Linked DNA regions of Mus musculus: regions 1, 2, 3, 5, 6 and 7 are each linked to region 4. The links are chromatin contacts, called in public Hi-C maps. All regions are on one chromosome and are shown on one strand. The core of a region is the stretch at or near the end of the contact, and the rest is flanking DNA. Distances in the headings are between cores, read along the strand shown.

Region 1 (4,035 bases), core at 467-2,966, 400 kb before region 4:
CATTAAAGAACGTGCAGCCTGCCCGCCGGGATGCGTGGGTGCCCCACCCAGAGCCTTTGTCCAACTGCTGCCATCCTGCCTGTCAGTCATTCCGGGAAGTAGGCCTGCCTGAACAGCAGAAATTCTTCCCCTTGTGTGTGTGAAAAAAACAAAAAACAAAAAACAAAACAAAACCAACCAAACAAACAAACAAAAAAACCAAGAGGCCATTTGGGGGTACACTGTTCCCTTTCAGTGGAGATGGCATGACGCTCTTTCCCGTTCTTCAGTTACCCTAAGAGCACACTTTAGCATCTAATCTCTTTTCTAAGAGTCAGGGCTTAACATTAACTTCACAAATCACTATATAGGTACAGATGAACTAGAGAGTAGTAAAGTGACCGTGACAGGCTTGCCAGATCCCTGGACCAGATGCCTAGGGACAAAGGCAGGTGACCGTTTACTTTATTTTTGCTAGAAGAACCCAAAACTACACAGAAGGGAATGGCAGTCCTGGAGGTGATATCCTGCCACTAATACAATTCGTCATTCGGTCCTGAGAGCTAAGCTCCGGGCAGCGGGTGCTCAAGCCCCGCTTACAGGATGGCCTGAGCACTAGAGAAACAGTCTTTCTGGACACGTTGGCTAGTTCCCATCTCTCCATCTCCTCATATAGGGGAACTTTGAGAACGCCCAACTTCATGGCTTGTGAGGAAGGTACAGATCACCATTTCCGCTAGATGGCGATATTTCCCCTAATCCATCCGCTTCAAGACACCCAATTTATAAAATAAATACAATCCAACGCCTTCCGAAACCACACCACATAATAACAGCACACAGGCTCCCATTAAAGTTCCAGTCTCAGGAAACTGACTCCCTCGTCGAGAAAATCTAATGCAACTACTCTAGTAAGATGCAATCAAGAGTTGCATCCAAGTGTCATTCATATTTGCACCGGTCCCCCAATACACCTGTCCCTCTACCCCTAGTTAACACTCAGGGATGAGCCATGGCTCAAGTCAGGCGCTGAGTCCTCGTGGTGCCTTGCCTTCCTCTTAGGAACGTCGGACCTTTTGGGACCCTTGCCCCTTAGCCACCACCCCAAGTCTAGCACACCGGACGCTCCTAAGCAAGGGTCACTCACACTGTACAATGTACAATGCCGACGGCCCCGGGGCAGGTGCGTTCATTTCCAGCTTCTGCAACCCGGGCCTGGGTTAAGTGAGAGAATCCGGTTTCACCGTGGGTCAGCGGGGTGATCAGATCTGTCAAGAGCTCTGTGGGTCAGGGGGGCTCTCGCCTCCGGAAGAGGTGGCCGCGCAGGAGAGAGAGCTCCAGGCGGTACACAGTGGGTGGGACAGGCGCCGGGTCTGCCCAGCCACGCGCAGCGCCTACTGCCCTCATGGCAGCATCTTAGGGGGCTGGGGGAAAAGAAAAAACACCAAACCACAAAACTTTCCTGCTGCCAAGTGCGAAGGCGAGTCATCCGAGGCAAAACCCTAAGTGTGTGAGATGAGACACCGGGTTGGGGGAGCCACTAATCAGTGAGGCGGCGGAGCGCAAGTGTCCGCAGCGCCTTGGGGACCTCAGGACCCCGTGCCCCCGCTGTCCGCGCTTACCTTGGCGGCTGCATGAGCCCCTCCAGCCCGCGGGGGGTTGGCGCTGGCGGGGCTGCGCGCGAAGACTAGGTGTAGGGCGGTCGCTCGTGGGCCCCTGGGTGAGGTGGGAGGGGCCCGGCTGGCGCTGGTCCCCGCAGCTCAGCGGACTCAGTAGCGACCCGGGGCGCTCCGCCTGCTCCCCGGCTGCATGCCTGCGAGCGCCTGGAGGAGCGAGCCTCAGGAGCGGCCGGCTGGCCAGTGCTTCCCGGGCGCAGGGCTCGGGCGGCGTAGCTTGCAGTTCCGAGACGCCTGCAGAGTAGGGCGGCCCGGGCTAACCTGCTGCCTCGCCCGGCCTGTCGCCGCCACCGCCACCGCTGAGCGCGGCGTCGCGAGGTTCGTTTGCGCGCGGCAGGGAGGGGGCGGGCCGGGCACCCCGGGAGCGGGCGGGGGGGCGAGCGCGGGCGGAGCGGAGCAGAGGGAGGGGGAGGGGTGGGGTCTGGGCTCCAAAGGCCCCGCCCCGCCGCGGTCCCACCCTTGCTGATCCGCGCTAGTGGGTGTGTGAGGACGTAGGGGGTGAGCCTGCAGAAAGCGCACACTCTCCCTGCGGGCTCGCGATCCCAGGGTTCGAGCAGCAAGTGCAGCGACCCTCCCTTCCGCTAACGCATCCAACTTTCTTAACCCTGAGCCAGGTGGCTTGGAGTCCACGTTTTCAACCTGGGAGCCTACGGTGGTTAGAGGTTTCCAATCGTGGATAAATATTGACATCTGCCGAAAGTCACCTTTGTTCTATAGGGATTTTACTCCTATTTAGAATCTTATTGGAAAAAATAAATAATATGTATATTGCATGCACAGTGCGCGAATACACGCAGTCTGGAGTAAACAGACTGTCTTGTACTCCCCCACCCCTCCCTCTGCAGTCCAGCTCAGAGGTAACCTCCGGTCACAGCGTCTTCCTCCCCCGCCCCGCACCCTTCTCGCATAGATTGCCAGAGGAAACTCCGGGCTTCTCAAAAGGATTCTTCATGCAGCTCACGCACACAGTGGAGAGCACAGCCAGCCGCCAGCAGCTCATCTCCAGGGTCTCACCCCAACACCACGTATAGGTCTGAAACCCTAGCTGGGGTGTGAAGTCAGCCGGGACACACAGCTCACACTCAAATTATCACTGAACAGTTAGCGCTGCCAGGATATTTTATACAGGGGTTACGACCCGATCTTCTCTTAATCTGAACCAAGCGCTGGAATTTTGATAGGATGAGAACTCTGTATTTAATGAAAAGGTATCGTCCGTATTAAGACCCTCGTCGTTATTTATGCTGTGGTCTTAAGGGATGTGGTTTTGAACTCAATGTTCTGCGTTTATTGGCCAAATGAATTAGACTAGTCTATAACTGAGCTATAAATAAACTCCATGTGCTTTTAGCAGGAAGGGATTGGGCCTTGCAGTTGGCCCCGTTTCTAAAATTAGCCTCGACCTTGGACAAATCTTTTAGGTCTGCTGAGCCTCAGTTTCCTTGTCTATAAATAAGGGAGTTGTACAAGAAAGTGTGTGTGTGTGTTTACATTTCCTTTTTGTACTCTATCATCCTCTGCTTGGGGACACTCCTCCAACCCTGTCCCCAATTCTCAAATCCCAGGTGTTGTTTTCCCTAGCTCTGACATCAATCTGTAATTATACCTTTATTTGTGGCCTTCTCATCATACTCAAGAGATCAGGAACCACCTTGGGGTCATCATGCCATCCTCAGCACCCAGGAGAGCCTGGTGTATAGCAGAGGCACAATAATTGTTATCACTTGGGTCATTTTCTTCCTCCTCCCCCTTGGGTTTTGGTTGTTTTGTTTTGTTTTGTTTTAACACTTTGCAGTCTTAGTCGTTTATTTCCTTTTTGTACATTAGGCCACGAATCTACATGCAATGGGCTCCAAAATCTCCGGCTCTTTTCCGTAGTCCTCACAAAGAGTGCTTCTCTGGATGGCACAGGCTGGCCCTTCAGCTGAGCCCAGGTGCCCTTCTCCTTAGCTTCCGTTTTCTTCTGATCGTTCTCCTTCACCCGCTTCAGGAGTTGTCTCTGCTCTTTGAGTGCTTGATGTGCTCAATCCGCACATTGATCCTCTCGGCCAACATCTTGCCCTTAACTTGCTTGTTTACAATTATGCCCATGGCATGCTAGTGACATTGTAGACTCTCCTGGGTTTGCTGTGGTAACACTTATGGGGCATTTCTTTTTGATCAGTGCACATTCCCTTGATGTCTACAATATCACCCTTCTTGTAGATTTGCATGTATGTGGCCAAAGGAACAACTCCATGTTTCCTAAAAGGCCTAGAGAACATGTACCCAGTGACTCTCCTCTTTCCCTTTGTGTTCGCCATTTTGGCGAGTTACTGGAAGATGGCAGCTGCCATGGCCGACCTCCCTCCACCCCCTGGGTTTTTAAAATGCTCTTTGG
Region 2 (4,037 bases), core at 645-3,144, 300 kb before region 4:
CATTGGTCACAGAGGGTAGTGTTACCCAGGGATCACTGGCATGTCTGTCAGGGATGGGTGCTTTCTATCTGAAGACCATGTCAACCTGCTTTGTCTGCTTTGTTTTGTTTCTAGTGACAGGCTTTCTCTGTACAGCCCTGGCTGTCCTGGAACTTAATTTATAGATCAGTCTGGCCTCGAACTCAAGAGATCAGCCTGCCTCTGCTTCCTGAGTGCTGGGATCAAAGGTGGGCACAGCTGCCACCACCACCGCCACCACCACCTGACAATACATTTTGTCTTTTTCTTGGATGTCTCATTTGCTCTTCCCACACTGAGCTCCAAGACTCCCGGGAGACTGAAAGACTTTAGGAATATACTTAATGAGGTTCATTATATCCTCCTGACATGGTTACTGTGTGCACCCTCATTTCTGTCCCGAATTTTAACTTCAGAGCATGTTAGACGCAGACAATGAAGGATGGTGGGTCCTTGGCGACATCTTGAAGGATTGCCTATGCTTTCCAATACAAATTACATTTCTTTGGTTGTGATGTTCTTTTCTGACAGCTTTCCTATTTTATGCTTTTCCCCTCCTGAGACACTTCAAGTTTTATGTGGGAGAACCTTGGGGCATATTAATAAGTAAGTAGCATCAAGAACATACTAAAAAAATGATGATAGTTCCTTAGTCTAAGACTAAAATAAACCCAAAAACCAAAACAAAACCAGCCAGCAACCATCATACAGCTCTTCTCCTGCATGTGTGTGTGTGTGTGTGTGTGTGTGTGTGTGTGTGTGTGTGTGTGTGTGTATGTGTGTGTGTGTGTGTGTGTATGTGTGTGTATGTGCATGCATATACGATATGTCACCAAAGCTGGTTTCAGCAGATCAAAATCTCTGGGCAAATCCCCTTTAAATATCTCCATGTACATAAGAGCTGAGGAGCTGATACAAACAAGATGGAACAGTTGAAGTGAGATGGCTTAGGACATTTTTTGGACCATGAGAATGATTCCTGTAGGTTCATATATTCGAACACTTAGGAAGTGGCACTATTTGAAAGGATTAGGAGGTGTGGCCTTTTTGGAGTAATTGTGGCCTTGTTAGAGGAAGTGTGTCACTGGGGGTGGGCTTTAAGATTTTGAAGTCTAAAGTTAGGCCCAGTGTCTCTCTCTTTCTGTTGCCTGCGGATCCAGATATAGAACTCTCAGCTATTTCTCCAGTACTATGTCTGCCTGGATGCCGCCAGGTTTCCCACCATGATGATAATGGACTAAACCTCTCAAACTGTAAGCTGGCCCCATTTAAATGCTTTCCTTAATATGAGTTGTTGTGGTCATGGTGTCTCTTCACAGCAATTGAACATTGACTAAAACAGACCACCTCCTGCCCTGTTATCTTACTGTCCTGGTCAGATTGGTGAATCTGGCTTCAGTTATTTGGTGTACACTGTATTATGAGAATAACTTTTATCTACAAAATACTGACTTTAGCCCAAAGTAATATACACTGGTTATCATCCAGTTGCCCAAGTGAATTCTTCAAGAGACCCTTCTGTCACTGGGGGGTCCCACAGTCCCTAAACAACTGGGGCTGTGGTCAGAGAGACTGGAGGTGGGAGAGGGGGCTCGGAGATCCTAGGTCTGGATACAAAAGCTACATTTTGCCCTAAGTTTCTCCAGCTGAGGATTCCTCCTTCCAGAAGCACTTGCTTCAGCTGCTTGGCTACTTAGCGCCTCAAATCTCCACAAGCTCATGGCTCAGGGGTGGGTGCTGGGTGCATGACTCAGCAGAAAAGAAGACCGCCAAGGTCAGTCTGTTCTCGAAAGAAAGAGAGCAGCGAAGAGCAGAGCCCAAAAGTGAGTTCTCCAAAGTGTTGGCTAAATGAGAGGGAAAGAATGCAGACATCTTTCATAACCCTGGGATGTGTCAGCAGCTGTAAAATAAATACCGAGTCAGAGTTACTTCTGCTGTTTCTCTCCTGAGAAGGGGCAAACTTCCCAAATAAAAATAATTTAATCTCAAACAGTTCATGCACCAGCAGCGATCTCTCCTGCAGGGACAGAACCCCCGGAGGGGGGGGGGGTGCGGGGCACAGGTCAGTCCAGGACAGCAGGGTGACTAACAGATAAGCCTTTCGGAATGGTTGGAAATATCCACCAAGTAGCAGCCCTGTCACTCAGCGTGTCTGCTCTTTTGGCATCTTCAAGTGATTTTATCTACTGAGAAAATGTGTTTTCCCATGGAGAGACACGAAGTCAATGGGGTAGCGATGGGGCATGGTGTTCGTGACCTTGGTATTTCCCACCACACCCCTGGCTTTAGTGCTTCAGTTTTTCTTTTCCTACAATGCTTTATGCGCTCTCTCTCTCTCTCTCTCTCTCTCTCTCTCTCTCTCTCTCTCTTTCCTTCTCTGCTTTTGTATGTTTGAAGTGTACGAGTATGTATATGTTTGTGTGTGTGTGTCTGTGTGTATGTATATATGTATGTGTGCTCGAACACACATGTGCACATTTTGCGCACGTGTATATGGAGGCCAGAAGCAGATGTGGGTGTCTTCCTTTTATCATTATTTACCTTATCTCTTAAGACAGGCTCTCTTTTTGAACATGAAGCTCACATATTCAGCAAGACTAGCAGGTCAGTGAGCTTTAGGAAGCCCCCAGTCCCTGCCTCACCAATGCTAGGATTGTAGGTCTATGCTAGCACATCTGGCTTTTTACCTGGGTGCTAGGGAATCCAAACTCAGGTCCATACAACCACTTTACTGACTGAGTCATCTCTTCAGCCCCCTTATTCTTGAATTTTTATCCCCTTCTTACTTCTGTCTTAAAACACCTTTAAAATCAGATTTAAACCTCCTAGAGAAAAAGCTTGTTTATATTTAGCAGCTTGTTCCTTCCTATGTGTGAGACAAAAGATAAAATGTCCAAAAAAGGCTTTCTGGATTTCAAGTAGCTGTTTGTCCACAGTGTGCGAATGCGTTAAGCATGAAAGAATAAGACAGATACAGATTAAATTTCGTTAATATCTCACATGTGATTTTAAAGTGTTGGGCAAATATGTCTGGGATCAAATCTGAGTTGGGGTTTAAGAGAAAATTCAGGATGTTGAGTAAAGGAAGAATAGTCCAGCGAAGTTCATCTAGTCATCTTTCACCAGGGCCTGTGGGATCAGAACTCCCTCCTGGGAGGACCAAAACCAGTCACTGTTGAAGTGGAATCCACGGGGCCAGAGAGATGGCTCAGCTGGTAAGACTACTGGCTTCTCTCCCAGAGGACCTGGGTTCCATTCCAGCACCAACATTATGGCTCACAACTATCTGTAACTCCAGCCCCCGTGGGATTGGATGCCCTCCTCTGTCCTCCAAGAATATCAGGTATGCTTGAGGCACACAGCTAAGACATGCAGGCAAAACATCCATTTATGTGAAAAAAAATTAAAAAGAAATGGTTAGGCACACAGGCTAGGAGGACTCAGGCACAATGCTCTCCACAGCAGTGCTTTCCACAGCAAACAACAGTTCTTCCCAAACACTACGTGGATGAGGCAGCCAGTCCCTGGGAACATTCTGGTCACATTAAGAGAGTAAACTTTCAGCAGACTTTGAGTTAGCCTTCTGTCCACAAATAGTGGAAGATAAGACCTAGTCCCTACTGAACATTCTCATAGAATTCTTCTGGTAGTCCACACCATTGACATGGAACCCATGATTTTGTGGAAGTCCCCTCTTATGTTTTGTCCCTTCCTGCTTCACCTCTGTTAATCAATCATGTCTGCTAGTAGAGCCTGGTTGACTAGACCTACCATACCAATGGCTCTTGGAATTACCTTGGCTCCTATCTCCCACTTCAGGGCACATCATCTGACTAGCTTCCTGGAACTCCACCCCCAACCTTGCTTGCTCTAAAATTTTCCATGTGGGACATGGCACCAACTTCCTGGAGTCCTTTCCAGCTCCCTGCATCATCTTTTGTTTTTTCAGGGTTCGTTAAATTGTGTGTGAATTCCTAACATGATATGTGCAGATGGCTACAATCCAGCTTCTTCCTGCT
Region 3 (4,318 bases), core at 1,330-3,829, 450 kb before region 4:
TGCTGCCTGTTGGCTTGCATGGTTTTGTGGAGTAGGCTGTGGATGTGGCTGGACCAGCTAAAACCTTTCTGTATGCCCCTGATCATAGTGGCACCCTGCCCAGACCCTGCTGGTGAGACTTTCCCTCAGGTGACAGGTCCCGGGCATGTCCTGGACTGTTAATGTGTCCAAGTGGCTTGTCCCTGGCCACACTTCTGGCTTTATTTGGGAACAAAAACAATGGTCTTCACCTGCAGTGTGTGCAGAGTAAATTGCCATACCTCAGAGCAAGCAAGCATGGGGAGTTCACATGAGCTCTCTGCCTTTCCTGGAACTCCTGCTAACTACAGGCACTATTGTGGTGTTTGGGTGGCATAAAGGAATTCATGGGAGTCAGAGTGTGTCCTCCCCACCCCCACCCCATTTTATCTCTGCTGTGAAGCAGCTTCAGTTGCAAATTGGTGTGTTGTATGAGTGCATACAGGGCAGAGAGAAGGCCACCAGGCAGGAGACAATGTCCCATTCTTAGTTGGGGATGGAACCAGAGGACAGCTGGGGAGGTCGGGGTGACCAGGACAAAGCTTGTCCTTCTCAGAGGTCAGGCCTTTCCCAGCACCAAGCTCCAGTGGCTTGAGCAAGAGGCTTCTGTAAAGCCACCGCTTGCTCTGGAGCCCAGCAGGGACAGAGCCATCGAAGAGCTTCAGTGTCAGAAGGACACAATTACAACTAGATCCTGGGGACAGGCTGCTCATTGGAGGGAGTTCTCAACAGAAGCATGGGGCCTGCCTTCTTGGAATTTATTTTAAGTGGGGTGGGTACTCTAGACAAGCAAACTGCAAGCAGACAAAATGCCACCTAAGGGAGAAAAGAAGCAAGATTACAAGATGTGTGTTCTGTTAGCCCCACCAAGGGCCAACAGAGGTAGCCGTGATGGAGGCCCTGCAGGATACATAATATGTGCTTGGCTGGTCACATTGTTAGAGAGGATGGTCGGGCCACTAGACGCACTGAAGATGGAGACCACTCCTGCAACCTGTCCATGTTTGCTTTCTATTTCAGAGATAAACACAATGACTTGTAACTTTAATTTTTTCAAATCCTGTTTTTAATGATGGTTCTTAAACGCTTTAACCTTTCTTGTAGCCCCCCCCCCCTTCAGAGTTAGTAAAAAGGATATGGGGGTGGGGGTAGAGGGAAGTGGACTTGTTTAGAAAGGTTATTTGGAGCAACTCCTGTCTGTTGTCTGGAAATCTGCAGTTCAGTTCACAGGTTAGCAGGCAGTGGCAGCTCCATCCACTCGCAAACACCTCACAGATAAACTACCTCACAGATGCACCAGGAGCCCAGTTCAGAAGAATCAGGTTAGCAACAGCAGTGACACTACCTAGCAGAGACAGCCGGGCCTCAGCCTCAGCTCCAGACAGCAGAAGGGGCCCCGGGAGAAGTTCTCAGCTGTGCATCTCTCAGGGAAGCGAAGATCAGTGAAGACGAGAGACCCACAAGCGTTACACAGCCAGCTGTACCAGCAAGCCAAGCTCTCTTCGTCATTCTGTGGAGTCCTATTTCTACCCTCCAAGCATCACGTGTCCTCCACGTGTCCTGCCTCAGCACATGCATCCAGTCAGCCCGAGTCCTTGAAAGTGGCAACAAACTACAGCACACCGCCACAAGTTTTTGGTGCATTTCTCTCCATGGTTTCCCGACAAATGCAATGTGAGGTGGACGATGCCTGTCATTAGCCAAGAATCCTTCATCACACGTCCTTTCACGTGCTTGCTTTAGTAGAACATCATTTCTCCTGTGTCTGCTTCAGCTAAGCATTCCTTCACGAATCCGCCTTAGCTTTTTACACCTGTGTCCACTTTAATGAAACATTCCTTCACGTGTTTGTCCTAACAAAACACCCTCCAACTGTCTTTCCAAAGAGTCTTCATGTTTCACTTCATTGACCAAAAGCAACTTGGGGAATAAAAGGGTTTGTTTCATTTTAGCCCTTCCAAACATGCAGAGAAGTCAGGGCGGGAATTTGAGGCAGGAACTGAAGCAGAAGCCACAGGAATGGTGCCTACTGGCTTGCCCTCCGTGGCACACTCAGCCCTGGTGGTCCCTTCCACCCACCGTTGCCTTGGCCCTCCTACATCATCATTAATCAAGAAAATGCCCCTACAGACTTGCCTATAAGCTAATCTGATGGAGGCGTTTTCTTAATTAAGGTTTCCTCTTCCCAGGTGACTCAGGCTGACAGAAAACTCACTAGCATGCCTCCCTAGGTGGGACCATCTCTGTATCTGACATAGCATCCCAGAGTAAGTGTAATTCTAGAACTGTCCTGCAGAGGGCAGCAGGCGCACACAGACTCCAGCCTAACCGCAGATAACCCACATGCTGCCCGGTTCTTCCAATGTTTAGATCTCTCTCTTTTTTTTTTTTTTTTTTTTTTTTTTTTTTTTTTTTGCCACCAGAGTCCAGAGGATTGGAGCCATCCTGTTCCTGAAGGAGGAATGAGAGGGGACTGAGAGCAGCTATATGCTTCCCTACCTTCTTCAGCCACTGCTCAGGGTTCTCAGGTCTATGGCAGCGAGAGGGATCAAGGTCTTATGAGCTCTGGGCTGGGCTGCTCCAGGTCGTCACACACACACACACACACACCCCCGCATACTCTGCTCTTTGTAGAATGCTTTCTCCACCTTCTGACATGCCTTGCTCCAGAAACTCGTGTGGTGAGTTAGTCACACATGCCTTTTACCCCTCCAAAGAGGAGCATCCCTTTTCTTCCTTCCTTAGGCGGCCACTCAGAATGTACCTGCTTCTCTTCCTGGAGTCTGCTGCCATGTGGGTCGTTAGATTATGTAAGTATCAACTATTGGTTTATCTCCCCAGCAAGAATACAGGATTTGTCCCGAGACAAATGGATTCATCAATGACTAAGTTCCTGGGTACCACTGCCACCGGGACCTCTTTCGGTGGGTTCTCTTGTTGATGTTGGGCATCTGTGCCAGGAATTAGCTCATTAGATTTCCACAGGACCCTGGGAGGTGGCTACGTGTAATTCCATTTTACAGATCAGGAATCTAAGGCTCAAGAAAAAAAAAATCCAAGGGAGACCACACAGCTAGCAACAGGCAGAGCCCAGCTCCGATGCCAAGTCAGCCTGCTGCCCAAGCTCACATGCCCAGCCGCTGCTCTGAGCCATGCTTGGGCCTGAGAGACAGGCTCCAGTGCTGCCTGGCTCTCCTGGACCTCTGCCAGTCTTCAGATAAGTTTTCCCTCCAAATTTACCCGGGCAGTTATCAGATTTCGCTGATCAGTCCTTTCTGGTTTTTACCCTTACAAACTCTGGCTTGTGATATGAGAAGCCTAAGAGTTCTTTTCCTTGTTTTTGCTCTGGTGGGGGTGGGGGGAGCACAACCCAGGAGCCTAAGGTCTCTCACACCATAGGCAAGGGCCCTAACATTGAGCTACATACTCATAGGCAGTTGGGGATGGAGTGGGAGAGAGAGAGTAGCTCACAGGCTATGCGAAAGCTCTTCGGTTGCCAGGCTGACTGGCCTCGGCCCAGGTCTGCACCAGAGCAACTGTCATGCACAAGGAAGATGGGAGCACTCAGACTTAACTCAGAGCAACTGTCATGCACAAGGAAGACGGGAGCACTCAGACTTAACTCAGACCAACTGTCATGCACAAGGAAGATGGGAGCACTCAGACTTAACTCAGACCAACTGTCATGCACAAGGAAGATGGGAGCACTCAGACTTAACTCAGAGCAACTGTCATGCACAAGGAAGACTGGAGCACTCAGACTTAAGGTGCTGGCCCCGGACATTTGAGATGCAAATTCCCCTGTTCTGGAGGGCAGTGAGCGGTGTGGTATTTAGGAAAGAATTCTTGTGGGTTAAATTTAGGAGCCTGAAAAAAATTCCAAGCCCCACATATTTTTTTGGCAAGTGTCACATGGCACTTTCATCTGATGGAGAGTGAAGGACTTTTTGCCTGGGCCTGGCTTTTCCACAGTCTGTCCAGCGTGTGGCTCGGGCCAATGGCCCCGCCATTGCTATGCTGTTCCCCTGGGATTGTTTTCTTTAACAATCCCACTGACCACTGGGGGGGCCAGGCCTTTGGTGACTGACAATGCAGGAGAGTGGGTGCATTTAGCTCTTTCCTCCTAGATCAACCCTTCAGGGTCTTTGTTTAAGAGCCTGTGGTTTTGCTTGTTTCTTTGTTTCAAGCAAGGCTCTTGAACATTCTCTCTCTCCTCACATCTGGTGCTGAGGTTGTGTGTCCGGTGGGCATAAATGCTCTCTGGATTTCTCCTCTTACTGGCCTTTCGTCTCCTCCCCAG
Region 4 (3,914 bases), core at 1,297-3,796:
GAACTCACAGCTCTTACGTTTGCTTAGACCAGTGGTTCTCAACCTGTGGGTCACGACCCCTTTGGGGGGTTGTCTAACAACACTTTCAAAGAGGGTGTCTAAGACCATTAGAAAACACAGATATTTACATTACAGTTTATAACAGTAGCAAAATTACAGTTATGAAGTAGCAACAAAAATTATTTTATGGTTGGGGGGGCAGCACAACATGAGATTGCATTAAAAGTTCGCAGCATTAGGAAGGTTGAGAATTCCCTGACCGAGGCAAATACTCCAATGTGCTTCCTTCTGTATGTATTGCATGAAATGTTTTAATTTTACTTACTTGTATTCAAACTTTCTTTGTCATATTAACTTAAATTTAGTGTGATATACCAGACAACTAACAACCTTTGACCAGTCTACTATTACTAATGTAGTCTACAGAGCATTCAGTCAGCCTTTGTTTTTATTTACCATACCCTGTCTGCTCCAATCTCCTATGCAGAATCTATTGTATTTAGCCGTCATACTGTTTTAAAGTCTCCTTAGCTGTGATACTTTCCTAGGCTTTCCTTGTTTATGAGGACATTGACAAACTGGGGAGACCTGGCCAGGCCTACTAGCTGTTTGTCTTCTGGCTCTGCCGTGATACTTGGCAGGGACGACTTAAAGGAGGAATGGTTTATTTTGGCTTTTCATCTCAGAGCTTTTATTTTATAACCCTTGCCTCCATTGATTCTGGCTCCTGGTGAGGTTGGATCTCATGGCATGGAAGCAAGTGGAGAGGAAGCTGCTAACCTCACTGCAGTCAGGAAGCAGAGAAGAGGGAGGGACCAGCAGCCTTTAACCCCCAAAGGCACATTCACCACCAATCAACTTCTTCCAGCTGGTTACTAAAGTTTCTACCATCTTCCTCATCATTGCTGCCAGCTGGAGTCCAAACACGCAATGGACAGGCAAACCACAGGCTTGGCTTTTGAATTTGTCTGTCCCCTGTGTTCAGCAGCAGATTGCTGCCATCAGAATATAAATCCAGATACACCAGAGAGTGGCAGAAGTGAGATTTGATGCAGTAATCTCTCTGTCTCTATCTCTCTCTCTTCCTTTGTCCCCCTTTCCTCTACATAATGACGATAGCTGCATTAATTATTTTTTCTAGTATGAAAAAAATCATTTAAGAAAGTTTCATGGAACTCATATAAGAAAAGAAATTACTCTCCAAGTATATACAACATACACATAGAATTTGAAAGACAATGCTTTGCTATTCAGAGGCAGTACAGTGAGAACTGGATCTTGGAGACCACTCTTCCACTAGTAATTCAGTATCATATTATCTGAGTGGCTCTCTTCATTAGGGTACAACTGCTGTAATTAAACACTGTGACCAAGGCAACTTGGGGAGAAAAGGGTTTATTTGGCCCATACTTCTATATCAATGTTCTTCATTGAAGAAAATCAGGCCAGTAACTCAAACATGGCAGAATAGGGAGGCAGGAGCTGATACAGAGGCCGTGGAGGGATGCTGCTTACTGGCTTGATCATCATGGCTTGCTTAGATTGCTTTCTTATAGAACACAGCACAAGAATGACCCCACCCATAATAGACTGGGCCATCCTGCATCAATCACTGGTCAAGAAAATGCCCTGCAGGCTTGTCTGCAGCCTAATTTTATGGAGGCAGTTCCCCAACTCAGCTTCCCTCCTCTCAGGTGACTTTGGCTTGCATCAAGCTGAAATAAAACTATCCAGTGTAGTGGCTATTGTTAATCTCTTTCTCTTTTTTCCTGGAACTCAGCCTCTCATCCATTAAAGGAAAGTAAAAACACAGAGGGTTGTCAAAGCTCTGGCCAGATCTGAGTTATCAACAGTCATGTTTGTGACTGAGGTACGAGATCGGTGACCGGCAGGGTTCTTAGAGCTCTCAAGTTGTTGATAGCAACGAGACTAACTGTTGTGGACAGCTACGGTACCCAGTGGTGGTGCAGGAACAAGGTAGTCACTGGCTAAACTTTGTGCTTCAGTCTACATCTTGAAAAGTTGGTCTCATGTCAAAAGCCCTGATTTGTCTGTGGGAATGTTTGCACAGGACAGATAGGCCGTAAATTGAAGGAGATATGGCTGGGCCAGGGCCTCCAGAGGGAAGCCGGTTATCTAGGCTAGCTTTTCCTTTCACTAATTGTAGCAGAAACAATGACCCCTAAGTTGAAGTCACCTATGGTGTCACAGAGCCAGCTCCTGACAAGGCCACTGAAGCAACTTTTGATCCCGCTCATTCTCTTCCACAACCTTGTAGTGCACTGTATTTTCAAAGGGAGAATTATCTTCTAGGTTCTAAAAGTTTTATGCTCTCATAAATTTGTTGTTCTGCTTTTTGTTCATTTGGGGACCAAGAAGAATTGAGGGCAGAAAGTAAGTGTTGGCATGAATTCCCCTCTGCCTGACTTAGTTAAATGTCAAACAAATGCGTATCAACTGGACAGCCCTGTCTTCTTTATTTGGTGTTGTTTAAGAGTTGGACTGAAGGTACAGATATATGTACGGTCTGAGAAAAACAAGTCTGATTAAGAAATCAGTCTAGCACAGTGCTTGGCAAACCTACCTTCTGTTGCTCAATCTGACTCATCCTCTGTTTTTATAAACAAGGTTTTTTTTTTTTTTTAAATTAGGATACAGCCACATTCACTCCTGACATTTCTCTTTTTTTTTTTTAATGGCTGCTTTTGTGCCGAGAGAGCCAGTGGAAGTAACCATGACTGACTGAGCTCACACGGCCTGAAAAGATAGTTACTACCTGGTGCTTTTACTAAATCTGTGCTGACCGATGGTGTAGAATTAACCTGATCATTTTTATGACCACACCTGCTGGCTTTCTCTTTGGAACACTGAAATAGAAAGCTAAGAGTTTAGATTCAGAAAGACCAAGATTCAAAATCTAGTGTTGTCCTGACCTTGGGCAAGATGCCAAAACCTTCTTCTGCTTCACTTTCTTAATTTGCAAAGTGAGAGTCAAGCCACCAGGCCCTTGCAGCAGACACAAGAGGCAAATGGAGTAGTGTGTTAAAGGGAGTTAGAGCAGAGTGGTACCTGGTGACCACTGGATAAACAGGAGGGCTTGACCTTCCCTCTGAGCCCTTGTTTTGCAGCTGGTTTTGCTGTCTATGTTCCTATATGCCCAGACTTTTCTAGCTACTGACTGATCCTCTCTCTACTTCCCTGTTTCCACTCTTGGTCATAGTTGTTTCTCAATTATTTGTCCCTTCTCCTACATATTAATTACTCCTTCCCAGTCTACTCTTTCCACTAGACTGGGTCTGATCAGTGGGTAGAATTGTAGAAGTAGGTAACAGCTAGGGTGTAAGTGTGGAGAAAGAGCTGGTAATGACTTGTCGTTTCAGCTGGATGGATGGTAATACCATTAATAAGGCTGAGAGCACCAGAGAAAGTGTGCTTTGCCTTCTAGAAGAAACACCTAGGTCAACTACCATTGAAATGTTGTTTTACAATGAAAAGTTAATGTGTTCATCTTCGCCTAAAATTATTCATTATTCTCTGCTCATATATGATTGTCCATACAAGTAATGTGTTTACTTATATTTATTTTAATGCCATTCCCATTGGCTAAATAGCATTCTAAATTAATTGCCGTGATTGTCTCATCCAGTCCCCCAATGATCCCATGAGCTAGATAGTGTTTTCTGCCTTATATTACATAAAAGGGAACAGAGGCAAAAAAGAACTAATTAACTATGGGTCTCACAGTTAGTATGTGCTTGTCTTTTAGAGGAAACACTAAGTATCTAACAAGGCCTTTTTTACTACTTGCTTGAAGTATACTGGCCATAGTTGAGCAGATTCTCAAGGCTGCTTCTATGTCTGATCCATAGTGAAGTAGGGTTTGGTGCTCAGGGCTCCAGGTGAGTACGTGCAGG
Region 5 (4,138 bases), core at 1,338-3,837, 430 kb after region 4:
TAACTTTTCCTATGTGAGCAGTGATCAATTGGACATAGCTTCTGGGAAAGGGGCTTGTGTAGGAAACTAATGAAATTTTAATTCGTAGTTTATTTCCTCTATTCAAAAACCCTTACTCTCATCAGGACTTGGAATTTTTAAGATAAACATCCCTGACTGCCCTTTGTTCTTCACCGTGTGATCACCCTTGGTTGGCTCACCGCCAAGCTGAGAGGTTATTTGCTTGTGAGAGGCAGCAGCTGCCAGGGACAACTCAGATGCTCCCTCTCCTGAGGAAGGCAGCAAGGATCTGTGAAAAGTGTTAATTGCTCCTGAACCTTGTCATCTTCTGAGTGTGGCTGAGCCAATGTAAGGAGACAGCATCAGCAAACAGCGGTGAAAATGGGTCCTGGAGAGGAGAGGGAAGATCTTCAGCCTTGGCCTACTATCTCCTCTTTGCTCTCAATCCTAGACCAATTACCCCTCTACACATCTCCACTGCTGGGTTCATTCATATATGGATTCAATTTCATTGACTTTGTTTATCTCCCATCTGTTTGACATATCTCTCAAGATGATTTACTTCCTTTGAAATGTTTATTTAAAACCATTTCCCCAGCTAGATGGAACCGTTCTTTGGTACAATCCTCTGGTGAGGTTAAAAATATGGCTTGCATGTCTGTTTATGGTAGTTTATAGATCTGCTTTGCTGAGCCCAACAGATGCCAGCATGGCCCATAAATTTATGCAAGGACCAATTACCGAGTGGGACGGACCAAGATGGCTGCTGACAGGGCCCTGGGAACCTTCCTCACCATGATCTGCTGCGTGACCTGGGACAATTTTACTTAATCTTTGTGAGCTTTGAGGGTCTCATGCCTTAATATGCTTTGGGGATTAAGAAGTCTCCCAGGTTATTCTGAGCTGCCACTACTGACTGGTTTGGTGAGTGCTGATAAAGGTAGAGCTGAGATGATACTGACAATGTTGCTGGTGAGTCCTGTTCCTTGGAAGCCTGGCAAGACTTTAGAGGATTCCTGTCCACTTAGCTCATGGATAGTAGCATCTTCCTTTTGGATTCTCCCATGATCTTTCCTGTAGCTGCTCTGCATCCTGTGTACTATATCTTTGGTGGTCCTGCATGCCAGGAGCCTTTGCAGCTGATGGTGCCCCTGTGAGATTCTGAAACTCGGATCAGAGGCTTGCTTTTGCTTTGATTTTTCAAACACCATTAGTTCTTGAATTCTGACCTGAAACATGGTGCAACAGGGCCTTCCTAAGACACATAGGCAAGCTTCTGCCTGAGTAGGGAAAGGAAACTGACTTAGAAAGCCCATGCAAATTCCTCTGTTGCTTCCTAGGACACAGAGCAGCCCCTGATGTCTGGTCCAAGAAGAAACTGGGCTGAACTTTCTTCCTTCCATCTCCATCTATACTGCATTCCCTACATTCACTTTCAGAGAGAGAGAGAGAGAGAGAGAGAGAGAGAGAGAGAGAGAGAGAAAGGGAGAGAAACAGAGATAGACACAGGTAGAGAGAGATACAGAGAGAGAGACAGGGAGAAAGAAGGAGAGAGACAGAGACAAACAGAGACAGTGAGATAGACAGAGGGGGAGAAAGAGACAGAGAGAGGGAGAGAGACAGAGGGAGAGATAGACAGGAAGAAACAGAGACTAAGAGGGAAAGAGAGAAAGACTGAGACCAGAGAGATGAAGAGAGAGGGAGTGAGAGACAGAGAGACAGACAGAGGAAGAGAAAGAGATAGAGACAGAGAGGCAGAGAGAGAAAGATGGACAGAGAGAAAGAGACAGACACAGAGAGAGGGAGAGACAGAAGGAGAGAGAGAAAGAGACATAGAGACAAAGACATAGAGAGGGAGAGAGGGGGAGAGAGAGACAGAGAGGCAAACAAAGACAGAGAGACAGACAGAGGGAAGGAAAGAGACAGAGAGGGACAGAGACAAGCAGACAGACAGAAATAGACATAGGGACAGAGAGGGTGAGAGACAGAGACAGACAACAAGAGGGAGAGGGACAGGGAGAGAGAGAGAGGGAGGGGGAAGGGGAGGGGGAGGGAGAGGGAGGAGGTTCAGAGCTGACTGAGCGTACACTGAGTATCGCTCTCAGAGGAAAGAGGCTAGAACATTGGAACTACTCTTTTTCTGGAGGCGTGTGAAGTAATAGTACCAGTGAATAATCTCTGATTTTCACATTTTAAAGAGTAAACATACTGTGTTTAATCATTTTTAGAATCCAGCCAAAACAATATTCAGAAGACTTGATTTCAGCAGACCCACTAGGAAGCAGATACCGCAGCTCCACCCACAGGTTTCTATTTTTCTCTACTGAAGACGGAGCTCCCCGTTTGCTTTCGGATGGCAGTGAACAGTTTTGTGTGTCCGGCCACATCTTGCTAACCGCAGCCTTCTTTCCTAAGCTCATTATTTGCTAATGATTTTCTTGGCCACAAAACTCATAAAAATCCCCTGAGCTACCTTTTTTTTTTCTTTTTCTTTTTTCCTTTTTGAAATACTCGTGGGATGGTTGCTCCATTTGTTCAGCATCTGTGCTGGACAACATCTGGGGTGTGAGGAAATTCCACGGCTTGCAGTATGACGCGGAAAAAACAAAATTACTTTTTCATGCACTTCAGAGGAGACTGGAGAGCATCCTTCTGACCAAACAGGCCCTTTGTTCTCCTCCCACAAGTGGTTCTCATTAAAAATGTCATCTCCCTAATAAATTGCCTTACTGCCCTTGCAGCTGGGCCTATTGTTTTCGTGGCTTTGTGCTCACAAGGACTCTCCCAGGGAACAGAAAGCAAGAGAAAACATGGGATGCTTTCCCTACCCTGTCTGCTCAGGATGTCTTCTTTTACCCTTTGTAGGTGGATGGCAACTTGTCTATCACTGGGGCTTTAGAATTCCCCTAATATTCACTATTTGGCCAATTGTCCCCGATCATGTGCTGTCACAGCTTAAAGAGTGCATGGTGGCCATTCCTGTCTGTGGATGCAAAGTGAAAAGTGAGAGTTTGGGGACTATATCCTCGTGGTTTGTATTTTTGCATGGAAATATCCAGTGTCCCGCATTTATTCCCTGACACAAGAAAATATGACACTGTTTTAGGGAAGGTAAGAAATGAAGATACTATATATGAAAACAGGAATTGGGGGAGTGGGTTTGCCTGTATGTCTCTGTGTGTAGGCGGAGGGCTGTCTAAGGATTCTCTTTAGGAGCCACACAACGGTTAAACATCTCCCCAGAACATTCAACTCCAATTATAGCTGAGACCCAAGAATTGCAAAAAATTTAATAGTTTGGGGTTCATATATTTGATCAGAATTAATCTTAACAATCAAGGGGGCTTGTAGTGTGTGTGTGTGTGTGTGTGTGTGTGTGTGTGCTTATCAATTTATTTTCCCACCTTACTAACTACCTCCTATTTTCTCAACTCCCCACAAACCTCTATCCACTAGCTCAGCTGGGGCTTTGCTCATCCAAACTCTTTTTCCCAGTTACTCAGTGTACCTTCCACATGTGACAGGAAATTAAAATTAAAGACCTCCTGACTTGGAGGGAGAGAGAGAGAGAGAGAGAGAGAGGGAGGGAGAGAGAGGGAGAATGAGTTGTTTTGCAGTGAGGTTTCTTTTATGATCTACAGGCTTCTTATGACTTATTTAGAACTTGGGGGGAGGGGGAGATACAATAGTCTAGTGGATAGGATTGGCACTTTGTCTCAAGCTGGATGGCTGGGCTAATTTAAGATGTAAGTTTCCACAATTTTCTTTATACCAAACATTAACATACACTGAAATTAATACCTCTCCCCCTCCAGGACCCTTTTGCAGAAAAGCAGAAGTCATTGAGGCCAAGGCTGACAAACAACTTGGCTAGTCGATTGTGTCTTATGCCAGGGCATCTGTTTGAAGATATCCTTTTCAGTCATCCCTCCTGCCTGGTCGGCCATCTCAGAGGCTCTGTGCAAACTTCTAGAGGGAGGAGGGTACCTGGGTCACCCCATCAGCCATCTACCAAAAGCCCTACAAATTCACAGACAAATCTCTAGCCAGACCCATCAAAACCTGTCTCCAGGCTGAAGCTCTGAGAATATGTGTGTGTGGAACATTTTCTTTTTAAATGCTTACACATGTTGCAGTC
Region 6 (4,202 bases), core at 957-3,456, 430 kb before region 4:
CTCCCATGTGATGAGATTAAAGGCATGCGCCACCATTGCCCGGCTTTCCTATTTCTTTTTTAAAAAAATACTTTTTACATGTGTGTGTGTGTGTGTGTGTGTATTATGCAGGCATGGATGTGTGCACGTGTATATCCCATAGCACGTATGTGGAGGTTTGAGAACAGCCTGTAGGAATCGGTCTCCTACCACGTGGGTTGTGGGACTAACTCAGGTGGTTAGTATTGGTGGCAAGCCCCTTCACCCTTCTGAGCCATTCAGCAACCCTGTTTTTCTATTTCTAATCATTCTGGGGCTGAGGAACCTCCTGGGGTCCCCTTTGACTCTCACGACCTGGGACCTGGAGAATTACCTCATCTAAGTACAAAGGTGCCTCACGGATCTTGGCCCCCTTCACAAGCTCAGCCGAAGGCACTGTTTGTCTTGAACTATCATTAACCCTCCAATCTTCAGCTATAATCTTGAGAATGATATCTGGACCAAGAGAGTCCATAGGCCTGCAGAAACGGTGGCCCTGTCTGGACTCACCCACAGGAACCCCCTGAACATGTCCTAAAATCGCTAGGGCAGAAAGGGTGCTTCCTGTCCCGGATGCTTCCAGCTGCTTCTCGGGGAGTTCTTTCCGTGCCCTCCTGTAGAACCCCCCAGATCTAGGCTAAAATGTAATGGCCCCACCCCACTTTCGGTATCTGATATACACAGAGGTGCCCCAGGCTTCCTTCTCCGTGCTACCTTCTCTGGCAGCTGCTCCTCTGGGAGCCTTGAGTAACCTGGCCAGCTTCATTCAGGGCCTCAGGAAGGTGGCTACAGGACACATCTTTCCCGCATCGGTCCATCAATCTCCCATAAACAGGCCCTCCTCATCTTGATTCTGTCTTTCTCTCACTCAGTTCTTCTATTTCTAATCACTGTGGGGCTGAGGAAGCTTCTTGGGTCCCTGTTGACTCTCACACTACCCGGTGAATTGCACCTCTTGATAATCTTTGCTGATACCATCATGCAACATTCCAGAATTTGTAAGGCTAGCCCCGCCTAAGCATAGAGTGTGTTCCGAGAACAGCACTCACACTGAAAGCATCTTTTGAGACTTCAGATGTCATGCGTACACCGCGCCCCGCCCAACCCCACCTGTGTCCAACTCTGTCTGGTGGAACCCTGGGTCTCCCATGTATCCAGGGTTCAGGGAGCATGTATGCGCTCATAGCTGGCCACTCACATTTTAAAGGTAGAGCTCCACAGTGCCTCCCAATTGGATTGAGCCACATGGCTCAGGCTCAGATGTCATTACTTTTCGGTGGATGGCAACCCCTCTGGGAGGCAGAAAGTCAAAGCAGGATCTCAGAATACTAAATGGACCCGCATGATAAGGAAAAAAAAATCTGCTCTGCTAGTACAGCAACAGATCCGTTTGTTCTCAAGTCCTCCTTTGAGCTGTTAATCAAGCCCAATCTTTCGGAATAATAGCCTGCTTATTACCACCCTGTTTGCATGACAAAGCATCCCAATAAAACTTATTTTGCCGGGGCCCAGAGGGGGTGTGAAGGATCAACCATGAGAAAGGAGTCTTAGGAATTCCTCGAGGCACTCCGGGGCCAGAGCCTAGGAATAAAGACAATGTAATTTGCCACCAAGAAAAGCCCAATAGACCAATAAATTACCCGCGTGCAAAGGGATTAGATCAGGTTTCAGAGGCCTAGGGGAGGGGCAGGGTACTACGGGAGGGAGACAGCCTTGCCTTCTCTTAAAGAGGTAAGTATCCCTTGGAACATAAGCTCCAGGGTCAAGACGTTTCCAACTCTGCCTGCACAGCGACTGTCTGAACTGATTTACTTGCTCGGAGATCTGGCTCCTGATGTGCGCTGGGAACTGTGATGGACGCCGTTCTCGGAACACACTCTGTGCTTAGGTGGGGCTGGCCTTAACGAATTCTGGAATGTTTCATCTAAGTCTGGATGGAGGCATGGCCTTATCAGTGAAGACTCTCAAGAGGCAGCTATTGCCCAACTTCAAATCACTGCCCTTTGCCGGTGCAACAGGAATCGTCCCGTCCCCCTCCCAGCCCCCACGCCCGCTAATCGGCTGGCATCCTGATAGATTCTGCCACCAGGGGGCACTAGATGAAAAAGGAAAGGTGTCCCTGGAGTCGCCACTGCTGGCGTTCCCACCACCCTTCTGCTCTCCTCCGGCCTCTAGCTTCTTTGCATGTGAGTGGCTCTGAGGTACTGTAAGCTCAGCAAGCTCTTTCTGTTCCCTTTGTCACTTGGCACTCTGAAGTGTAAGCGGTGTCCTGCTGTGTGCCTCGGCCTTTTGGAACCTTACGGTTCCCAAGCTTAGCTCCCTCGGTGGAACCGCCCTTGGGAGGGGGAGGGGAGTTCACCTTCCTGGCAAGCCTAGGAATGAAGCACCTGCAAGATGACCTCAGCCAGTGACGAGCTCCGAAAGAAAGCCCCAGCGGCAGGCAGCCCCAGCACCGGTGCTCTATCTTAGTGAACAGTAGGACTTAAGAGGCAATAGCTTCAGTTAGGACACAGGCGGGTGGAAGGAATCTTCTATAAGTCTGCCTGCCTCGGGGAGGGGCCAACCCTGAAGTCTGAAGTCTCCGTGTCCCTTTCCTCACTGTCCACCTAGTGCGGGAAGCAGACCTTAGATAGGATTCTGGAAACGGGTCGCATCAGCATCCTGAAGGAGGTAGGGGAAGGGCACTAAGTAGGGGTCTCCTGCTTATTCTAGTCCCACAGTAATGAATCTTGGTGGGCGTGGGGATGGAGTGGGGGTGTTACGGGACAAGGACAGATGCCCGAGGCTCCCTGTTGGCGCCGCTCCTGCAAGAATTTCACTCAATCATCCTGGCGTAAACACCCAGGTGTTTGGCCCCAGATCCTGAGAGGGACACACCCAGCAGACTGGATTTTTTCCCAGGTGCTGCGTAGCCTGCCTCACTTAATCTATCACTGCAGATCCTAGAAGGGATCACCGCTCCTGGGTGACATTCCAGGGCCAGGCAGCCTAAGGGCCCCAGAACCGCCACTTTATGGCAATGTGTTTCCCACCCGTTAGCTCTACTGGGAATTGTACGTGCTTCCTTCCGAGTCTGGTCAGGGGGACAAGGCTGAGAGCAAAAGGGAGCTTTGGGGAAAACCTCAGGTGACCCAGGAAGAGAAGGCAAAATTGTTGGGGGGCCGGGCCCTGGAGGGTGAACTCACTGCCTACCCAGCGTGGACAGAAGTGGCTAAGTGCCACTCCTAGAGCCGGGGGCAGGACAGTACTGCCTCCTCCGTCACACCCTGCCAAGGCTGCCCTGCCTCAGCCTCCACACATGCCAAGTTGTTGCAAGCACCCTTGATGACTGACTGCCAAGGAGAAGGGCACACCTCAGCTTTCCAAACAGGCCACCCTCCCCAGCTCCCACAGGAGCCGTGGAGAAACAGCGCTTGAGCAAGAAGGGTGGGCGTGGAAAGCCCTGACTCCGCCCTATAGTGGGAGGGCATAGGCTGCCTATCAACCGAAGGCTGAGAGCACGCCTGGGTAACGGGCCCATAGGGGGTCAAGCAAAGGGACAAGGTCCTCACCCCAGGAACATCCTGCTTTGGGGGAGAAATAAAACAGCCCTGGGCACGAGTGGTAAGGGAGGTAAGAAAGGTTTTCCCAGGACAATGAAGCTGCAGGTGAGAGCTGTGGTGGTTCTGGTTGAAGCATGACCCCTGTTACTAACTCCAGGCTCACACCTGAGGTGACAGCTTTATAGTCAGGACTTTGCTTCCAGCCATCTAGGCTTTTGTGCTCAGCGGCAGGTCAAAACACCTCTGAGGAGAAGAAAAGAAAAAAAGAAACAAAAACCCACCACAGAGGCACACTGTCTCCCTCCCTGCAGTCTGCAGGTACTGGAAGAGCGCATGCCAGGCTGGTATCCAGGTGGGAGGCACAACGCTGAACTCCTTTCTATGTAGAATGGCCCTGTAGTAAGTGTCTAGGTGTCCTAGCATGAGTGAAACAGGTCAGGAGTCATCACTGAACCCCTGCTGGCATGTCTCCCTGCCCCGTGACAGTGCCCCAAAGCTCCCTTTTGCTCTCAGCCTTGTCCCCCTGACCAGGTTTCCATCTTGGAAACCAAAGTTAGAGGACCAGAAAGGACAGGAAAGGCCTTTGGGGGCTGAGAAAGCACTGCAATGCACTGTGGGAACTGGGAGGCCACTCTTCATACG
Region 7 (3,774 bases), core at 533-3,032, 360 kb before region 4:
ATCTAATGAGTACTCGCTCCTGAGCCAGCTTGGAGACAAAGTCTTTCAGAAAATCTGCAAGGCCAGTGAAGGAAGCTTTTATTTCCCTACGTACATTTTCACCCAGTGGGCTCCTGCGGGAAGACTGGAGCAAAATTTATCTATTGTTTTAAAAGAGTCCTGATTGTGAAGCAGAGAATATTTTTAGCAAATCTGAAAGCCTTGGAGACAAATCTCATTCGTCAGGTCCCTGTTTAAAGCAGGCACTCACTCAGTAAACCATTGTTAGATGCTTCTGGCTGTTGCTCGTTGAGGGAGCTGGATGATAAAGACCTCAGCCAACCTGACCGTAAACTATCATCTTTAAGACTCCATAAAGAGGACCTTGCGCAATGGCTAGGACATCATCTGTGAATGTCAGAGCCATTTCCCTGAAGTTCTTGTGCCTATCAGGAAGCCACACCACACTGTGCTCTCTGCACTGTGCCCTGTTTCTACTTTATGTAAAATGCCAGCTTTTTATTGGAGCTGATCAGTTTTGCAATGGACCAAAGTGCACAGTAGTTGTGTCCTCTTTGATCGCAGTGTGGGGTATTGGGTGTGATTTCAAGAGCTAGGAGGGTAGAGAGAGAACCAGGGTAGGAAACACCATCCAAATGTAGCCAGGGTGGTTTCAGAACTCTCCATACAAATGGTATTAAAAGAGAGAGATATGTATGTACAAGGTTGGGGATTTTTGATTCTGTCATTTAGTCGGAGTTTGTTTGGGTTCCGCTGCTGCTCTAGAGGCAGTGTTGAGAGGCCATTGTCATAGCCTAAGGTGCTCACAGGAGGCCATGACAACAGCATCCTTAGGTCACTAGAGATTATGCAGGAGGTCTGGTAAAATGTGATTTGGATGGTCAGTTTTCAGAAAAATGGACCTGATTCTAGAAGGATGTTGCCAAGAGTGGGGTGTGTAGCCTCTGGGTCCAAGAAAAGGCACAAGGGACTGGGAGCATGGGGGCTTCATTAGGGGTTGTGACACAGGCAAGCCTTTCTTATATTTGTGGAGGAGCCTCCCTGGTAGCCTAACTACTGCCTAAGGCCACTCGTCCATGCAGGGCACTTCCATTAGGTTAAGGAAGTCTGTGTGCAGCAAACACAGAAATGCTGCGCTGCTGGTTAACAGACAGATTCATCTCTCCACAGCTCGTGAAAGCCCATCTGCCTCTTAGCCCATGATTGTGGGGACGGTGTTGCCACCTTATGGAAAAGAACACACGGGGAAGAATTGTGCCATCTTCTCACCGCAGCCTTTGAAATCAGGGGTCACTTGGGCCTCATGGCTTCTCTGGAAGGCCCTGCTTGGGAGTGTTGAAAAACTGGATGCCTGTGGGGATGAAGCTCGGAGGGAGGCTGTACTCGCAGCCACCTGTCCCTAGACCTTGCCTTGGAAGGTGGCCAGCCTTTGACTAAGAACGGCTTGCTGATAGCTTCGGGGCTTGGCTCCAGGCGCTTGTCTCCTGAGTGCTGACAAAGAAAAGATCCCTGGGCTTCTCTTCAGTAAATGCTCGGGTCCTGCCAAGGAGTTGGGATGACCTTAATTGACCTCAGAGAGTACTATTCCCAAGACCACTGGCCTTGGACTTGTCTCTAGTGCTGGGGCACACTGGCTGGCTTCACTGTGATTCTCAGGGATAAAGTTTCTTTTAAAGCCTTTATCCATCCTCCACTGCTCCAGAGCCCCAAGCTTGCCTTTTTAGGACAGAGCATCTGTGATGATCCAGGCGTCTGCTGAGATCATAAGCGCATGTGTTTGAATCTGAGGCAATCTCAGGTCCTCATTATTTATGGATGACACCAGTTACAGACTACTCTTTCTGAGCTAGACTTAGCATCGGATTGGAAAACCCAGGACAGTGCGCGCATCAGAGGTTCTGGGCAGGGCACGGTGACTGCTCCTCAGGAGCCAGCATGGGGCAGGTAGCTGATCGCCTCCTCATATAAAGACGGGTGTGCTATCCTCACTTGGAATAGGACTCCACCCCCCAAAGGTGGCATCTGCGAGCTCCCAGATAAAAGCTTCGCTTTCTTCTGAGCGTTATTAATGTGATTTGTAGCTAACGTGTTTATGGAGTTGGCAGTTGCGAGGATATGCGGTGATGAGTTCAAGCCGCCTTTAGATGAGAAGTCACAGTTGGCTCCTGGCTTTCCATAAATGGCAAGCTTTTCCTTTCCATACGACCCCGACCCCCTAGTAGTCAGTGCGCATCTTAACCTTTCTTCTTATTTATAAAAGTGATACATGCTTGCAGAAAATCAGGATGACAAAATGATCAAGAGTGACAAATACGGCCAGCTTATTGGTACTCCTGCCAGCCTGCTGTCCGACATTTCCCCTGCCACAAGGCAGAGCTGTGAAGGCCGCCTCATCTGCAGACTTCTGAGTTAGGAGAAATCTAGCCAGTTTAATGCGTCAGCTTCAAGGCCAATCAGCACCCACTTTTCTTCCTCGACACAGCCTATGCTCACAGGCCTTGCTGTTCTCTCCTGATGAGAAAGGCAATCCTCCATCCACCAGTACATTAAGAGGGAAGGAATGGCTTGCTTTGCTTTCTTTTTCTCTCTTGGGTAGGGCGGATGCCATGCTTACTTCCGGCTGTCGGTCTGTGTGTCTGGCCTGTAAGGGTGGAAGGCAGTGAGGTGTCTGTCGTCTGCTGTTTCACGTGGCACATGGGTATGAGGATCACAGTGGGAATGGCTGAACTGATAGACACTTGGACCCCCAACTCTGCCTTGAGCTGTCTGCAGTTCTTTCTCTGCCCACCGCCTCTGCCACTCCCACCCCCAGATCACTTACAGTGACAAACTGTGCTTCCTGGATCCCTTAGCAACTGTCATTTGGAGACTGAGTGCCTGTCTGTCAAAGGGCAGAGAGGGCCACATTGAAATGTGGAAGCATGTTTGTTCATGGTCAGGTGAGCAGGAGCTGGAGGGAACACAGGCGTGGCTCTCCTTTCAATTACGTATGCATCTCCTAACTTGGCTTCCCCGGGCTGTTTCTGGCAGGGGCGAATGGAGTAGAAGTAACACTACATTCCTTAGTGAAACGGGACAAGATTCAAACCTGGTTCCGGAATTTTCTAGTTGTGTGATCACAGCTTAACATATGATCTTTTTTAGAGCCCCGTCTATTCTTTTGTAACAAGAAAATAAGAGAGAAGAAAAAGAGGAAAATCCTGTTATGAAGGTTATTTTAGAATTCCAGGTGGCCATGGAAGGAGTTACAGAGACAAAGTTTGGAGCTGTGTCAAAAGGATGGACCATCTAGAGCCTGCCATATCCAGGGTTCCATCCCATAATCAGCTTCCAAACGCTGACAACATTGCATACACTAGCAAGATTTTGCTGTAAGGACCCAGATATAGCTGTCTCTTGTGAGACTATGCCGGGGCCTAGCAAACACAGAAGTGGATGCTCACAGTCAGCTAATGGATGGATCACAGGGCCCCCAATGGAGGAGCTAGAGAAAGTACCCAAGGAGCTAAAGGGATCTGCAACCCTATAAGTAGAACAACATTATGAACTAACCAGTACCCTCAGAGCTCGTGTCTCTAGCTGCATATGTATCAAAAGATGGCCTAGTCGGCCATCACTGGAAAGAGAGGCCCATTGGACTTGCAAACTTTATATGCCCCAGTACAGGGGAATGCCAGGGCCAAAAAGTGGGAGTGGGTGGGTAGGGGAGTGGGTGGGAGGGTATGGGGGACTTTTGGGATAGCATTGGAAATGTAAATGAGGAAAATACCTAAT

The links. Hi-C and Micro-C count contacts between places; a contact is called where the count stands out from the background.
Region 1: a Hi-C map of uterus shows a contact between it and region 4, with 4 times the contacts expected there. The contact joins the promoter of A730056A06Rik here to the enhancer-like site in region 4. A contact is called at or near these places in 11 of 39 promoter capture datasets (3T3-L1-derived adipocytes, cancer-associated fibroblasts, cranial neural crest and 5 more), 1 of 15 datasets of contacts at CTCF or cohesin (the NIH/3T3 cell line), 15 of 484 Hi-C or Micro-C datasets (cortical neurons, differentiating embryonic stem cells, embryonic fibroblasts and 5 more), 13 of 115 datasets of contacts at active chromatin or transcription factors (the NIH/3T3 cell line, craniofacial prominence, embryonic basal ganglia and 9 more) and 1 of 9 other capture datasets (embryonic stem cells).
Region 2: a Hi-C map of uterus shows a contact between it and region 4, with 3 times the contacts expected there. The contact joins two enhancer-like sites. A contact is called at or near these places in 3 of 484 Hi-C or Micro-C datasets (nephron progenitors and uterus).
Region 3: a Hi-C map of uterus shows a contact between it and region 4, with 4 times the contacts expected there. The contact joins two enhancer-like sites. A contact is called at or near these places in 2 of 15 datasets of contacts at CTCF or cohesin (both in embryonic stem cells), 16 of 484 Hi-C or Micro-C datasets (differentiating embryonic stem cells, embryonic stem cells and uterus), 2 of 115 datasets of contacts at active chromatin or transcription factors (astrocytes and fibro-adipogenic progenitors) and 1 of 9 other capture datasets (embryonic stem cells).
Region 5: a Hi-C map of uterus shows a contact between it and region 4, with 4 times the contacts expected there. The contact joins two enhancer-like sites. A contact is called at or near these places in 6 of 484 Hi-C or Micro-C datasets (muscle stem cells and uterus) and 1 of 115 datasets of contacts at active chromatin or transcription factors (fibro-adipogenic progenitors).
Region 6: a Hi-C map of uterus shows a contact between it and region 4, with 4 times the contacts expected there. The contact joins two enhancer-like sites. A contact is called at or near these places in 8 of 39 promoter capture datasets (3T3-L1-derived adipocytes, cranial neural crest, embryonic stem cells and 3 more), 8 of 484 Hi-C or Micro-C datasets (cortical neurons, embryonic stem cells, muscle stem cells and 1 more), 14 of 115 datasets of contacts at active chromatin or transcription factors (the NIH/3T3 cell line, differentiating embryonic stem cells, embryonic basal ganglia and 10 more) and 1 of 9 other capture datasets (embryonic stem cells).
Region 7: a contact with region 4 is called in a Hi-C map of uterus, with 4 times the contacts expected there. The contact joins two enhancer-like sites. A contact is called at or near these places in 5 of 484 Hi-C or Micro-C datasets (all in uterus) and 1 of 9 other capture datasets (embryonic stem cells).

What each region holds. Positions count from the first base shown.
Region 1 is chr7:73,373,455-73,377,489 of GRCm38.p6, reverse strand. It overlaps A730056A06Rik (RIKEN cDNA A730056A06 gene), which reads left to right and starts at 1,716. Exons shown (of 2, transcript NR_040325.1): 1 at 1,716-1,973. It overlaps Rgma (repulsive guidance molecule family member A), which reads right to left and starts at 1,970. Exons shown (of 4, transcript NM_177740.5): 1 at 1,602-1,970. The coding sequence starts at 1,615.
Region 2 is chr7:73,273,933-73,277,969 of GRCm38.p6, reverse strand. No RefSeq gene overlaps it. Among named protein-coding and RNA genes, the nearest start is that of 4930429H19Rik, 34 kb to the left of the region's middle. Within about 2 kb of position 1,894, at least 39 of the 459 cell types and tissues checked have an H3K27ac peak or open chromatin away from gene starts, as enhancers often do. A contact at or near this core is called in uterus, where this site is marked.
Region 3 is chr7:73,420,657-73,424,974 of GRCm38.p6, reverse strand. No RefSeq gene overlaps it. Among named protein-coding and RNA genes, the nearest start is that of A730056A06Rik, 47 kb to the right of the region's middle. Within about 2 kb of position 2,579, at least 43 of the 459 cell types and tissues checked have an H3K27ac peak or open chromatin away from gene starts, as enhancers often do. A contact at or near this core is called in uterus, where this site is marked.
Region 4 is chr7:72,970,708-72,974,621 of GRCm38.p6, reverse strand. No RefSeq gene overlaps it. Among named protein-coding and RNA genes, the nearest start is that of Gm6567, 130 kb to the left of the region's middle. Within about 2 kb of position 2,546, at least 15 of the 459 cell types and tissues checked have an H3K27ac peak or open chromatin away from gene starts, as enhancers often do. A contact at or near this core is called in the NIH/3T3 cell line, cancer-associated fibroblasts, fibro-adipogenic progenitors and 3 more, where this site is marked.
Region 5 is chr7:72,540,225-72,544,362 of GRCm38.p6, reverse strand. No RefSeq gene overlaps it. Among named protein-coding and RNA genes, the nearest start is that of Gm39035, 240 kb to the right of the region's middle. Within about 2 kb of position 2,587, at least 78 of the 459 cell types and tissues checked have an H3K27ac peak or open chromatin away from gene starts, as enhancers often do. A contact at or near this core is called in fibro-adipogenic progenitors, muscle stem cells and uterus, where this site is marked.
Region 6 is chr7:73,397,690-73,401,891 of GRCm38.p6, reverse strand. The region is part of intron 2 of Rgma (repulsive guidance molecule family member A); the gene reads right to left. LOC115486533 (a long non-coding RNA gene) reads right to left here. Exons shown (of 2, transcript XR_003946803.1): 2 at 1-4,202. Among named protein-coding and RNA genes, the nearest start is that of A730056A06Rik, 24 kb to the right of the region's middle. Within about 2 kb of position 2,206, at least 133 of the 459 cell types and tissues checked have an H3K27ac peak or open chromatin away from gene starts, as enhancers often do. A contact at or near this core is called in muscle stem cells and uterus, where this site is marked.
Region 7 is chr7:73,332,774-73,336,547 of GRCm38.p6, reverse strand. All of the region lies in intron 1 of A730056A06Rik (RIKEN cDNA A730056A06 gene), which reads left to right. Among named protein-coding and RNA genes, the nearest start is that of 4930429H19Rik, 24 kb to the right of the region's middle. Within about 2 kb of position 1,782, at least 21 of the 459 cell types and tissues checked have an H3K27ac peak or open chromatin away from gene starts, as enhancers often do. A contact at or near this core is called in uterus, where this site is marked.